2 separate regions of the Ovis aries genome follow, and region 2 is linked to region 1. Evidence: chromatin contacts called from public Hi-C data. All regions are on one chromosome and are shown on one strand. The core of a region is the stretch at or near the end of the contact, and the rest is flanking DNA. Distances in the headings are between cores, read along the strand shown. Region 1 holds the start of VAMP1 (vesicle associated membrane protein 1). Region 2 has its middle 22 kb from the start of CD27.

What was found. A called contact is a pair of places that touch in the nucleus more often than the background predicts.
Region 2: a contact with region 1 is called in a Hi-C map of tail adipose tissue, with 4 times the contacts expected there. The contact joins the enhancer-like site here to the promoter of VAMP1 in region 1. A contact is called at or near these places in 3 of 16 Hi-C or Micro-C datasets (skin fibroblasts and tail adipose tissue).

Annotation. Positions count from the first base shown.
Region 1 is chr3:209,748,266-209,755,310 of ARS-UI_Ramb_v3.0, forward strand. VAMP1 (vesicle associated membrane protein 1) reads left to right here and starts at 2,023. Exons shown (of 4, transcript XM_042248239.2): 1 at 2,023-5,290; 2 at 5,477-5,635; 3 at 6,371-6,422; 4 at 6,831-7,045. The coding sequence starts at 5,120. The coding sequence ends at 6,847.
Region 2 is chr3:209,790,052-209,797,409 of ARS-UI_Ramb_v3.0, forward strand. No RefSeq gene overlaps it. Among named protein-coding and RNA genes, the nearest start is that of CD27, 22 kb to the left of the region's middle. Within about 2 kb of position 4,955, at least 22 of the 54 cell types and tissues checked have an H3K27ac peak or open chromatin away from gene starts, as enhancers often do. A contact at or near this core is called in tail adipose tissue, where this site is marked.

The sequences.
Region 1 (7,045 bases), core at 773-3,272:
TGGTGGGATTCTAAAATGGTACAGTCATTCTGAAAAACAGTTTGGCAGTTTCTTACAAAACTAAACATGTATTTACTTTACCACCCAGCAATTGCACTCTTGGGCATTTATCTCAGAGCAATGAAAATTTATGTTCATGCACACCTGCACATGGGCTTCCCTGGCAGCACTAGTGGTAAAGGACCTGCCTACCAATGCAGGAGACATTCGAAACTCGGGTTTGATCCCTGGGTTGGGAAGATCCCCTGGAGGAGGGCATGGCAACCCACTCCAGTATTCTTGCTTGGAGAATCCCATGGACAGAGGAGCCTGTCGGGCTACAGCCCATAGGGTCACAGAGTTGGATACAACTGACGTGACTTGGCATGATGCATGGCACAAATCTGCACATGAATGTTCATGGCAGCTTTATCTGTAATAAGCCTAAACTGGAACCTCTCTGTTTTGTTTTTTTTTTTTGCAACCTCATATGAATCTGGTGGGCATATTTAGCCATTCATGCTGTCAGGACCAATTCCTTCCATTCTATTTGTCTTTAAGGGTTTATAATTTGTTTTCAATATTTACAAATTCTCATTTTGACGTAGTTTCAGAAGGGGGATGGGATAAACACATATGATCAATGCATTATATTTCTAATTGTTTAAAGTTTTCAAGTAGGGTTGTGACATTTGGATAGATCACCCTGGTGGTTTCTTAGAGGATAGTTATAACTGAGGGGCAAGATGAAACAGGAAGATATTATATTTCATTAATTTTAAGAGGCCATTTGGCACTTTTTCTTTTTTTTTTTATTTGAACATATAAATTGGGATGTTTGACTATAACTGTTAGCCAGAACAGTCATATTGTATTTGTCATACTGGCTCATAAGAATCAAAATTTGCCAAATAGGAGTCTGAGGCTTGGAAGAAAATTCCAGAGACAGAAAAGGAACATTCCTTTAAGAAATGCTGCATCACCAAAGCCCTTGATGGCATGCATAGAGGACTACATTGTATGGAAACCATGCACATCTGAGTCAAAAAAATGAATCATAAAATTTGCTGTCTGTGAGATTTCAGGAACACTGTTACCGTGTTACTCTTTTCTGTTTTTCCATGGTAATGAAGTATGATAAAAACCTATACCTATAGAAACCTACACTTTCAATAAATACAAAATCAAAAAATCGAAGTGATAAGAAGGCATTATGTCACAGTGTATTTGTTACCTTTTTACTCATCGGGACATAAAGTAATAGTTTTACAACTGATGGCATCCAGGTAAGAGATAATAATCTGAAGTGGGACAAGGAGACGAGGGAAGAGAATACTTGAAATACTAAGAGGGAGAACTTGGTGAATTGTTAGAGGACAGGTGAAAATGAATGGGAAGGAAATCTAAGATAGTTTCCAGGTTTCTGGTTTGGGTAACTGAGTCGAGAGGGAAGGGGGAGTCAAATTTACGTTGCGTGAGGGGCTTGTTGGTTGTGCAGATCGGATGAGAGGAGCTCTGATATTTACTTTGGCCCCGGGAGCCTGCGGCTCTGCCTTGATGGATTCAGCCTCCTCAGAGCTGTTTGTCAAAGGCAGGGAGATGAGGTGGAGATGGGCAGGGTGCGAGTACCTGGGCCCTACCTAGATCGCCGAACACCCGCAGCTCCCGGGGCTCGGGAGTCCGGGTCCGGGAGAGCCGAAGGCCCGCCCGTCGCTGTCGGGGGAAGCTGCGTGACTGGCTGGAGACGGGCCGTGGGCGGGCCCGGACGCGAGGAACTGCTCAGCGATTGGCTGGGAGGCACCAAAAAAGGTCCAATTCAAATTACTGGAGCCACCTCTCCAGAGGGTTGGAGCCGAGTTCCACCGAATTAGAATGAGAAGAGAGCTGTGATTGGCCAATTTTCAGGGGCGGGCACTCTAGGCTTTGTTCGGCCTTCGCCTCGGGGACTAGCGCCCGTCCTGGGCATGGATTGGGTTGCAGGGTTGTCAGCTTGATCTGGGGGCGTGGCCAGCACTGATAAAGACTGGGGCCGGCGCGGCAACTGCAGTAAGTTCCACCGCAGTTAGACCTCCGGTGGGCTGCTAGAGGCGGAGCTCGGAGGTGCGGGCGGCTTCACTGCAGCGTTTCCCGATCGGGTGTCTAGCCGCAGACTCCGGAGAGGAAACGGTCCTCTCATTCTTCTCTCGGTGACATGTGAGTTGACTGTGATGTGGGGGGCGCGACACCTCGTTGCCAACTCTCACCCCAGCGCCGGACTCTGCGGGACCGAAAATGGCGCATTGCAGCAGCTGCGGCGGCGCGGGGAACCACCGCCGCGCGCCGCCCCCGGGCCGGGCCACCCCCTCGGGAAGGGAGGCAGCACCCCATTCCTGCACCAGCCGCAGCCGGCACCGCACGGGCGCGGCCGGGGCGCGGGGGTCCCACCTTCACTGCCCCCTCTCCTCTCGCCTGCGGGACTCCTCAGTCGGGTCTCTGGCGAAGGTGGGGCGTGGAGACACCCGAGAGGGGCTCCAGGCTCTTTCTTGTCACTGATCAAGGCGGTACTTAGGGCTTCTTGGAAGGACAGTCATGGGTGCACCTGCCAGTTAGCTGCTTGGGTTGCTCTGCAGCGTCTGCATTTGTGTCCATCTCTCAACCCGATCGCGATGAGCAGCCCCCTGTTGGTAGTGAGCAAAGCTTCAGAAACTTGTCTGCCAGTTCTCTGGTGAGCAGCTCACAAGGACTCCAGGGGCAGTGGTATGCAATTCCGAGCAGCCATTCATCCCAAGGCCACCCATAGAGGAGGTGTTTTCCTGTCAGTGAGTCTTAGCCAAGTATTTGGAAGAGAAATAGAGCTGAGGACCACTCCCGCACCTCCACCTTCCCTTAACACATTAGGTTTAGTCTCTAATAATCAATTTAGTCATCCGGTCATGACTGTCTCAAGATCCTAAGGGAGAACTATAGCTAGACAAGTGGAAGAACTTCCCGTTCTTGCCCAGAGTCCTGGCCTGGTCCAAGACGTATTCATGTTGCTTCTCTTGGTGACAAAAAAAGGGAAAGATGTACTTATGTTACATAAGGCTTATAACTAGCCTTGGATATGTTACTCCTGCATGTTCCCAACTCCCAACAAGTAGTAAGTGAAATGGTCCCTTCCAAAGCTTTGTAACTATTCGTATTTGATTTCTACAGTTTTAACTGTATATGGTAGTTTACGTGTTTTGGCCAAGCTCTGTGTTTTCATTTTGGGCAGGGGGAGCCTTCTCCGCTGACTGGTTCCCAATAGCATCCATGTGGGATGAAGGAAGGAGGTGAGGAAAGCATGGTGACTAGAAGGGTGTCACGAGGTCTCTGACCTTAATCTTGTCATTGGTGCCACCAGCCTGGACCACTTCCAAGACCAAACACCGGCTGCTTCCTACTCATTGAATTTTCCACTTTCATCAGAGAACTAGATTGCTTAGCTCAGTAGTAGCAGAGGAGTCTAGTGGCTTCCAGAGCTCCGTATCTTTCCTTTGCCTCTTTTGTGCCTTAAAGGGAAATGGGAAAACAATTCTTTTAACTGGGATGAGTCAGGTGTCATCTGCTAGAAGAGCCTTTCTGAGGGGTTATTCTCTGTCTCTTTAGACTGAAATTTACTTAGGAGGAACTTCTGGGTATTAGTTCTATTGTGAATAGTCAAGGCTTTTCCTTTTTGGTGACTTTGTGATGGTTCATCCGTAGTACGTTTACTCTTGGACTGCTCTGATGAGGTGTGCTTTGTGAGATTCTGCTTCTGTTTGAGGAGTTCTTGTAATTTCTCTTCTCCATCAAATTTGAGCAATTTATCTCCTACCTATGAGTTCTTCCTTGGCAGAGAACAGCTCACGCCTTAGGTTAGACTTCTGAAAGTTCTTTAGGACATGAATTTAGCTTCTATGTGTTGGGAGAGATGGAGGGGGATTTATTTGGAGGACTCCATGCTTGATGGGGCTTCCTTGGTGGCTCAGATGGTAAAGAATCTGCCTGCAATGCAGGAGACCTGGGTTCTATCCCTGATTTGGGAAGATCCCCTGGAGAAAGGAATGGCAACCCACTCCAGTATTCTTGCCTGGGAAATCCCATGGAGAGAGAAGCCTGGAGGGCTACAATCCATGGGGTTGCAAAGAGTTGGACACAAATGAGCGACTAACACTTTTCATGCTAGATTATTCCCCCACCCTAAGGCTAAGAGAGAAAGAGAATGGTCTCTGTGTTTATTCAGTGTAAACCAAGATTTCTGTTTGGGACATAAAGAACTAGGAGAGTCTCCTAGACTTGATGCCAAATCTAGAAAAAGGAGGGACAGAATGTCCCTGATGCCTATACATTGAGGACTGTGTCCAGTATTTTTGTTTCCTGCCTGGGCTCTTGGAACAGTCTCACAATTAACACAATTGGTTTGGGCCCCGGTTCTATCTAAGTGAACCCCCAACCTTCTCTGCCAAAAAATGAAGCAAGCAAACAGTTCTGATTCACTCCAACTACAGAGGCCTTTGGTGATTCTCCAAGTCGTCCTACAGTGGCCACGACACTTCGTGAAACATACCAATAACTGACTCCCCTTGAGCAGAGTCTGTCCGCTTGGCCTTTATTTTTATATTAAGCCTTTGCAAAAAAAAAAAAAAAAAAAGAGCTGTTAGTCTGTACGCTTGTCCTGAGTGCTTGCTCAGTCGCTCAGTCATGTCTGACTCTTTGCGACCCCATGGACTGTAGCCCACCAGGCTCCTCTATCCATGGAATTTTCCAGGCAAGGCTACTGGAGTGGGTTGCCATTTCCTTCTCCAAAACTTGTCCTGAAGGTTTAGTTTTTTTGCATATAATTCTCCTAACCTGTATTTGAGTTTTCCAGATTGACTTCTGGGAGGCAGAGAAATGACAATTAAGGTACAGCTGGCCCATTTGTCCCTGTAGCCATCGTGCCAGAGCATGCGTTTGAGTTTGGGTCAGAGGACAGCCCAGATGAGAGCTCTTGACGCCACCCTCCAGCCAGGGTGTCGCTGGGCCCCATCAGTTGCAAGATCTTTTGTTTTTTGCCTTGCGTCTCTGTATCACCCCACTTGGCATTGCCAAGGAGCTAGACCCCTGCTGTTTGCGTATAACCTTATTGTTGCCACCACCTTGGTGCTGCGGGGTGAGAATGCACGGGATTCCTTTCTTGTCTCTGTACCCTTCTCTCCAAAGGTCTGCTCCAGCTCAGCCACCCACTGAAGGGGCAGAAGGGGCTGCCCCAGGTGGGGGTCCCCCTGGCCCTCCTCCTAATATGACCAGTAACAGACGACTACAGCAGACCCAGGCACAAGTGGAGGAGGTAGGTGGATAGCTTTTTCTCCGAGAGTTTCCAAATCATGGGAGTCTGGAAACTTCTCTTTATGTAGAGGGGCAGCTAACAGCTCTGGGAGGCAGGGTACCCTGTAGAATTAGGCAGGGCAGCCTTGGGGTGCTGGCCCCAGCTCTGGGGGGGCTTAGCTGCTCTGTGTTCCCATGCCCTGCTCAGGTTGTGGACATCATGCGTGTAAATGTGGACAAGGTCCTAGAGAGGGACCAGAAGCTGTCAGAGCTGGATGACCGAGCCGACGCCCTGCAGGCGGGTGCATCTCAATTTGAGAGCAGCGCTGCCAAGTTAAAGAGGAAGTACTGGTGGAAAAACTGCAAGGTGAGTGCTCCCGTCCCCTCCCTGTTATTTTCCTGGGTCTCAACGCACAGGAGGCAGGAAAACCCTTAGGTTCCACATTCTCTGTGGAATGTGGAATGGTTCCGCATCCTCTCTGCTGGCTCCTCTCTTGGGAGGGAATCTGGATAGCCGCCTTCCTAAGCTGCATTACCCGAGCTAGCCACCAGGGTACGCTAGAGCACTCAGAACCACTCACTGGAGGCCCTGGAGACCTTGAGGAGTTTGGAGGGGTTAGTAAAGCTGCTTTTTCTCAGAGGACCCCTATAAAAATTCTTACCTGTCCCTTCTGAAGACACACCAATGTCGACACAATGGCTGGGGTAGATACATATTTAAATACCTGCAGCTCTTGGGGAATGAGCTGAACACTTTATGATGAACAATGAACCAGATGACTAAAGGTTCATAGTTTGCATCTCCTCTGGTGTTCCTTTGAAAGCCTCCAGGCTACAGGAGGAGGGGAAAAGGAGAAGGTCGCAGATGCTTTGACGTTTTCGAGAAGCTCCAGCTGTGGTGGAGGGGTTACTGTCTGATGGGGGAGTGGGGTGGTACACAGCGGGGGGCCAGGGATTGCAAGGCTTCCAGCTATTCCGGGGGCGTGTGGCTTCTTCCACTGTTCCCCAGGACTGAGGCGGTGCTGCTCTCGCATCCCCAGCCCGGGGCTCCTTCCCTCCTTCTCCGAACCCAAGGGCTCACTCTTTGTCCGTGTTCCCCCAGATGATGATCATGCTGGGAGCCATCTGCGCCATCATCGTGGTAGTTATCGTAAGTAAGTATCGCTGAGGTTGCTGGTGGGGTGAAGAGGTGGGAAGGTCCCGGAGTCTCCTCCCAGCCCTGCCTGCCTGCCTGCCTGCCTGGGGAGTAGGGCTGCTCTGACTGAGGTACGGAGATCAGATCGCTGCCAGGGTGGCAGGGAGGGTCATCATTGGGTGCGGGAGGGCAGAAGGGGCTTCCTGGATGGACCAGCCTTCCCTCTGCAGGACTGTGGGGGACGGTGGTCCCTCCTGTTCTGAGGAGGGGGGCTGTGCTCTTGTGTCACCGGCATGGGTGGAGGGGTGCCCGCGGGGATGGGACACCTGCAGCCACCCCTGGTGTCTAGTAACCTGATGTCATGTGCCCTCTTGTTGTCTCTTGTCTCTCTCTTTGCCATCTGGGACCTCCCGATTCCTGTGTCCAGTCTACTTTTTTGCTTGAGAACGTGCCACCCCGTCCCTGTTCCCCCCGGCCGTCTGGACTCATGTCCCTCTCTCCCTCTGTCTCTCCCTGGCACTCCCCCGTCCGCCTTCCTCCATCCCAGCCCCGCTTTGCCATCACCCACTCCTCCTCCTTTGTTGCTTTCATTTGCACTCGGTCCCGCGACACCGGAAATGCTGCTCATGGTGCAGTCTTGAG
Region 2 (7,358 bases), core at 3,705-6,204, 45 kb after region 1:
GTGAACCGTGAACTTCCTGATGTTCAAGCTGGTTTTAGAAAAGGCAGAGGAACCAGAGATCAAATTGCCAACATCCGCTGGATCATGGAAAAAGCAAGAGAGTTCCAGAAAAACATCTATTTCTGCTTTATTGACTATGCCAAAGCCTTTGACTGTGTGGATCACAATAAACTGTGGAAAACTCTGAAAGAGATGGGAATGCCAGACCACCTAACCTGCCTCTTGAGAAATCTGTATGCAGGTCAGGAAGTAACAGTTAGAACTGGACATGGAACAACAGACTGGTTCCAAATAGGAAAAGGAGTACGTCAAGGCTGTATATTGTCACCCTGCTTATTTAACGTATATGCAGAGTACATCATGAGAAACGCTGGGCTGGAAGAAACACAAGATTGCTGGGAGAAATATTAATAACCTCAGATATGCAAATGACACCACCCTTATAGCAGAAAGTGAAGAGGAACTAAAAAGCCTCTTGATGAAAGTGAAAGAGGAGAGCAAAAAAGTTGGCTTAAAGCTCAACATTCAGAAAACGAAGATCATGGCATCCGGTCCCATCACTTCATGGGAAATAGATGGGAAACAGTGGAAACAGTGTCAGACTTTATTTTTTGGGCTCCAAAATCACTGCAGATGGTGACTGCAGCCATGAAATTAAAAAAGATGCTTACTCCTTGGAAGAAAAGTTATGACCAACCTAGATAGCATATTCAAAAGCAGAGACATTACTTTGCCGACTAAGGTCTGTCTAGTCAAGGCTATGGTTTTTCCAGTAGTCAGGTATGGATGTGAGAGTTGGACTGTGAAGAAGGCTGAGCGCCGAAGAATTGATGCTTTTGAACTGTGGTGTTGGAGAAGACTCTTGAGAGTCCCTTGGACTGCATGGAGATCCAACCAGTCCATTCTAAAGGAGATCAACCCTGGGATTTCTTTGGAAGGAATGATGCTAAATCTGAAACTCCAGTACTTTGGCCACCTCATGCAAAGAGTTGACTCATTGGAAAAGACTGATGCTGGGAGAGATTGGGGGCAGGAGGAGAAGGGGACGACAGAGGATGAGATGGCTGGATGGCATCACTGACTCGATGGACGTGAGTCTGAGTGAACTCCAGGAGTTGGTGATGGACAGGGAGGCCTGGCGCGCTGCGATTCATGGGGTCGCAAAGAGTCGGACACGACTGAGCAACTGAACTGAACTGAACTGAGCTGATGTTAATCCACCCTCCCAACATACCCCTCCCCACCCTTTCTCCTTTGGTAACATAAGTTTTCTATGTCTGTGAGTCTGTTTCTGTTTTAAATATAGATTCTTTTGTATTATTTTTTAGATTTCTGCATATAAGTGGTATATAATATTTGTCTTTGTCTGATTTACTTCACTAAGTATAATATGGTCTAGGTCTAGCCATGTTGCTGCGAATGGCAATATTTCATTCTTTATGTGGCGGATTAATATTCTATTTTTTATATATATACCACATTGTCTTATGTCAATTGTCTGTTGACGGGCACTTAGTTTCTTTTCACGTCTTGGCTGCTGTAAACAGTGCTGCTTGCTGAGATCTTTTTTTGAATTAATTAATGCAATTTGTGGCTGTGCCGGGTTTCGTTGCCGCGTGGGCTCTCCAGCTGTGGCCGGCAGGGGCTAGTCTGCTGTGGTGCACGGGCTTCTCATTGCGGTGACTTCTCTTGTTTCAGAACACAGGCTCTAGGGCACGGGGCTTCAGCAGTTGTGGCCCACGGGCTTAGTTGGCACATGGCATGCGGAATCTTCCTGGAGCAGGGATTAGCTGGTGTCTCCTGCATTGGCAGGCGGCTTCTTTACCACTGAGCCATGAGAGAAGCCTGCTGAGAGATTTTTGATTACTGATTTAATCTGCTAGCTAGCTACAGGTCTATTCAAACTTTCTGCTTGTGAGGTAGTCTTCGCAGGGTTTGTGTCTTTAAGCACTCATTCATTTCATCTAGGTTATCCAGTTTTTGGGTGTACAGTTCGCAGTACTCTCTTATAATCCTTTTCATTTCTGCAGAATGAGTAGTAATGTGTATTTAATTTGATTTTATTATTTTTGGCCGCTCCTCACAGCTTGCAGGATCTTAGTTCCCCAGGCAGGGATTGAACTCGTGCCCCGTTGTAGGGGAAATGCAGAATGCTAACCGCTGGACCCCCAGGGAATTCCCTCATTTCTGATTTTAGAAATTTGTCTTCTCTCTTTTTCTCTTAGTTCGTCTATCTAAAAGTTTACTGATTTGGTTGATCTTTTCAAGGAACAAACTTTTGGTTTCAGTGATTTTCTCTGTAGTTTTCCTGTTCTCTGTTTTGTTTATCTTTGCCCTAATCTGTGTTATTTACTTCCTCTGCTAGCTTTGGGTTTAGCTTGTTCTTCTTTTTCTAGTCCCTTAAGTTGTAAAGTTAGGCTGTTGATTTGAAATCTTGCTTTTTTTAATGTAGGAAAATGTGCTATAAAATTTCCACTTAGTACCACAATCACTACATCCCCAGAGTTTTAGTATGTTGTGTTTTCACTTGCCTCTAAGTATTTTATAATTTCCTGTGTGGTTTCTTCTTTGATCCATTAGTTGTTTAAAATGTAAAAGTGTAGTAAAAATATGTTGTTTAATTTCCACAATAGTGTGAATTTTACAGTCTTCATTTTGTTATTAATTTCTAACTTCATTCTATTGATCAGAGAAGATGCTTTTTATGATCAGTTCAGTTCAGTTCAGTCGCTCAGTCGTGTCCGACTCTTTGCAATCCCATGAATCGCAGCACGCCAGGACTCCTTGTCCATCACCAACTCCCAGAGTCCACCCAAACCCATGTCCATTGACTCGGCGATGCCATCCAGCCATCTCATCCTCTGTCGTCCCCTTCTCCTCCTGCCCCCAATCCCTCCCAGCATCAGAGCCTTTTCCAATGAGTCAACTCTTCGCATGAGGTGGCTTAAGTACTGGAGTTTCAGCTCTAGCATCATTCCTTCCAAAAAACACCCAGGGCTGATCTCCTTCAGGATGGACTTGGTGGATCTCCTTGCCGTCCAAGATATCTATCTTTTAAAATCTACTGAGGGACTTCCATGGTGGTCCGGCAGTTAAGACTCTGAGCTTCCACTGCAAGGAGCGTGGGTTTGATCCCTGGTCAGGAAACCAAAATTCTGCATTGCCATGTGATGCTACCAAAGAAAAGAAAAGAAACCAAAAAGAACTCAAATATATGTGAAGCTTAGCATGAGTCTGATTTCCGTCATCACTTCTTGTTGGGATCAGTTAAGCTTTGACCGGAGAAGCAAAACCACTGGGAGTAACATGGAATTAGGGACTGATGAAGGGTCTGTGATCACCATAGATCAGCCGGGAAGAAATGCCAGCTGTGAAGTGGGGGAGGGCTTGGAAGGACCACGTGGAACCTGCATCTGTCCCTCACAGCTCCAGCCTGGAAGATGTGGGTTGTTTGCAGAAGCGCTTGGCACCCTCCGCCGTGGAGAGGCACACACTCCTGGCCCAGGAGCTGGCATAGCTGAATGGGGAGGTCTGACAGGAGCAGGAGGCTGTGCAGGACTGGTTGTTGCTTCCTGGGCTGAAAAAGTGAACTGTCGGAGCAGCTGCGCTGGGTGGGGGCTGCCGCACCCTAGCACCCATGCTGACCCTCAGGGCAGTGGTTGCTGCTTCACTTCTGCCTTTCCACCTTTCAGACCCCACTCACACTTCTCTCATAGCCAGTCCTAATCTGGAACCACACAGAGAGGGAATTTCAAGAAACGCGGCTTCATCTTAGCCATGCTGGCAATGCCACTGTGTCGATCCCAAACCTTCCTGGAGTTAAAAGGACACCTGTCCACCAAGGGAACAGAGTTACTATCTCAAGTGGACAATGTATGAACAGGATCTGTGATGACTGTCTCAAGAAGACTCAAGTTATCTATTTGCCAGAGATTTGAAGCTAGGATGCCAGACCTGGGGCCAACGTACAACTAGGCGAGTCTTCTCGATTGGATACAATAAGTTCCCTGAAATATTTTAACCTCCATTTATAAATTTAATATTTTTGATTTTGTCTAAGTCCATAACCTTCCGATGGGTTTAGATTTGTACCTTGCCTTCTGGGTCCAAATTGCACCCTCGCTACAGTACATGGCGGCCCAGGACCCCACCCAAGCCTCAGCTAATTCTTGATAACTCTTTCCTTCAGCCTCGATAAGTATTGGATGTTTTCCTTATCCTGCCTGCTGCTGTTGTTGTTCAGCCGCTCAGTTGTGTCTGACTCTTTGCAACCCCATGGACTGCATCAGGCCAGGCTTCCCTGTCCATCACCGGAGTTTGCTCAAACTCATGTCCATTGAGCTGGTGATGCCATTCAATCATCTCACCCTCTGTCATTGCCTTCACCCACTGCCTTCAAACTTTCCCAGCGTCACGGTCTTTTCCAATGAGTCGGTTCTTCACATCAGGTGGCCAAAGTATTGGAACTTCAGCTTCAGCATCAGTCCTTCCAATGAATATTCAGGGTTGGTTTCCTATAGAACTGACTGGTTTGATCTTGCTGTCCAAGGAACTCTCAGAGTCTTCTCCAGCACCATAGTTTGAAAGCATCAGCCTTTTTAAAATTCTGTCTGAGTAGGTCACAGCTCTCTAGAGATGATTTCATAACACCCCACCAGCATCTGCAGACCTCTGTGCACAGCTGTGAACACACCCTAAAGACAGAGCTCTGAATGACGGCCCTGCAGGCCCAGGAGTAACCCGGGGAGTGGAGAGACAAGTGTGTGCTGCCTTCGCCTCTGATCAGGGTCTTCACAATTCAAGTTATGTGATCCAGGGAGACTCTGAGGAGGAACGTGGGGTCCAAGGTCACCTCTAGGGAAAGGACTGAAGCCAGCAGGAACATACACAAACTTTGTACAGAAAGGAGTGACTAAGCCTCCCCCGGGACACTGGGCTTGGGTAGAAGGGCTTTGTGGGCGGATTGGATAACCAGGAGCTTTGGCTCAGAGCTTGAGAAGCTTCTTTGAGCAAGAGGCAAGAGGTTCATGTCTGAGTGTTGGGTACCCCCTTGTGGCAGAATAATGTTTCTGTCTTGGGCGAGGGCACTACTTAGAAACCCAATACCCCAATCATCTGGCTCCAAGGCCATCCCGCCCCCGCCCTCCCCAAAGCTTCGCCCTGTCTGCAGAGCAGGTTGGGTTTCAGCAAGACCCAGGGATTTGGAGGAGCCCCTCAGGGAGGGCTGCTGATGGGTGGATGGACTCGGTTCCAAGGACTCCAGTCTGGGGCTATTGAGGCATTCGTCTTTGGTATGACCCCAGAGAGTACTGTTGAGTATTGTTATTGTTGTTCAGTCACTAAGTCGTGTTGGACTCTTTGTGACCCTGTGGACTGTAGGCCACCAGGCTCCTCTGTCCATAGGATTCTCCAGGCAAAAGTACTGGAGTGAGTTGCCTTGCCCTTCTCCAGGGGATCTTCCCAACCCAGGAATCAAACCTGGGTCTTCTGCACAGCAGGCAGATTCTTTACTATCTGAGCCACCAGGGAAGAGCCTCTTATCTGAACTTAAAAGCCCCTGTATTTCCCAGTCTATTTTAGCCAGACTCTAGACCAGTGGTTCTTACTCAGCTTTTCTGGGTCAAGGGGCTCCTTTGAGAATCTGAAAAGGACCCTTATCTCTCTTTGGAAAATGCACACAATATTGTGACTAGACTCAGCGAGTTACTGGACTCTTTGGGGAACCAGGGAATAGTCTGTAAAAGCCCCTACTCTAGACCTTCTGCTTCTGTTAGCTTCCCAGAGGCTTGATGCCCTTGAATGACTTACTGCCTTTTGGGGGAGACTGACAAAGTCTACTTAAGGACAATATCTTTGATGAGGGAGGAAGGATTCAGGGTAAAATGTTCTCTCGTGAGAGAAGGAACATTTGCTTCAAAGAGGCTAAAGAGCTGCCCTGTGTAGAGAAATGATCGTTCCTTTTGGGACAGTATCTGAGAAAGATCAATAATAGAAATAGTTAATGCGGCATAATGAGATGAAAGGCAATCTACTCTCTGGAAGGGCTTCATAAAGCAGCTCCTCTTAAACTCTATTTCAGATAGTCTGAAATGTCTCTGAAAGGTCTCAGCAGCAAGACAAAATATGTAGGAGATTTAAAAAAGCACAATAACTTGCTTCTAGAATAGAACTTGGGCAAAACTCACTGCTTCTAGAATAAAACTTAAACAAACTGACCCACGTCCCTTAGAGCTGCACCTTCAAAGGGATTTTATTTTGGTTGGATTCTATTCATTTGCTCACCAGCCATTTATATAATGCATGTTGAAAAGGGAATTCTCGAGTTGGTAAGAAATTCAGGCATCTCTCTCTCTCTTCTCTTTTTTTTGACCATGTCCCATGGCATGTGGAATCTTAGTTCCCCAACCAGGAATCAGACCCATGCCCCCTGCATTGAAAGCACAGCATCTAAACCACTGGACCACAAGGGAAGTCCAGCTGTCCCTTATTCTGATTCCTTTATTCTCAGACAAGCATCATGAGCACCAGAGAATTAAAAAGTCACTCACTCATTCATTCACTCCACTTTAGGGGTCACTTCCTATGCGTTAGGAACTGGCCTTTGTGTGAAGAATAAAAGAGGAGCAAACATTGAGAATAATCTAAAGGGGTAGAGAGGTGTGTAGACAAGCAACCGTAATTCAGTGAAGACAATTGCGCTAATGGAGGCTACTTCAAAAAAAGAGGAAGCTTAAATCCCAAACCCAACAACATCTGCTAGAGGAAGATGATGTCACAGGGGAGGCAGTGGTTGAGCTGATACTTGGTGGAGGAGTAGGGGGTTGCTGGGCAGGCTAGCTGTGTTTGCTCCAGGCTTCGGGAATGGTGTGCAGGCTGATCCATGCAGCAGGGGGCCAGGCCAAGGGCTGAGTGGGGCCTGAAATCCAGCCTGCACTCCATGAGGAGTACACGGCATGAGGAGGTACTTTTCCCTAGTTTTCACAAAGGCAAGAATACTTGTGAAATACTTCACTGGTAGTATGAACTACCAGTCCTGAGATTGGGCATAGGTGGAGAAACATACAAAAGCAAGCGATGTTCTGAGAACTGTTAGTCCCGAGAACGATTATCTCAGAAGGGCTAGTGTAAAAGCAGAGGACAAAGTAATGAGTCTGATCAGGTGAGTGAAGCCAGGTCATGAAAAGCTTTCTCAGGTCACGAGGATAGTAATGGTGATGTTGGGAGCGGAACCTGGGTGTTTTCCTACCAGACCATTAATCTTCCTGCAACACCAAATGAACTGCCTCTAATTGGATGCTGAGCTCTGTGCCGGTGGCCAGCAAGGACACTGTGCGGAATACGTACAAGGCCTTGCCCTC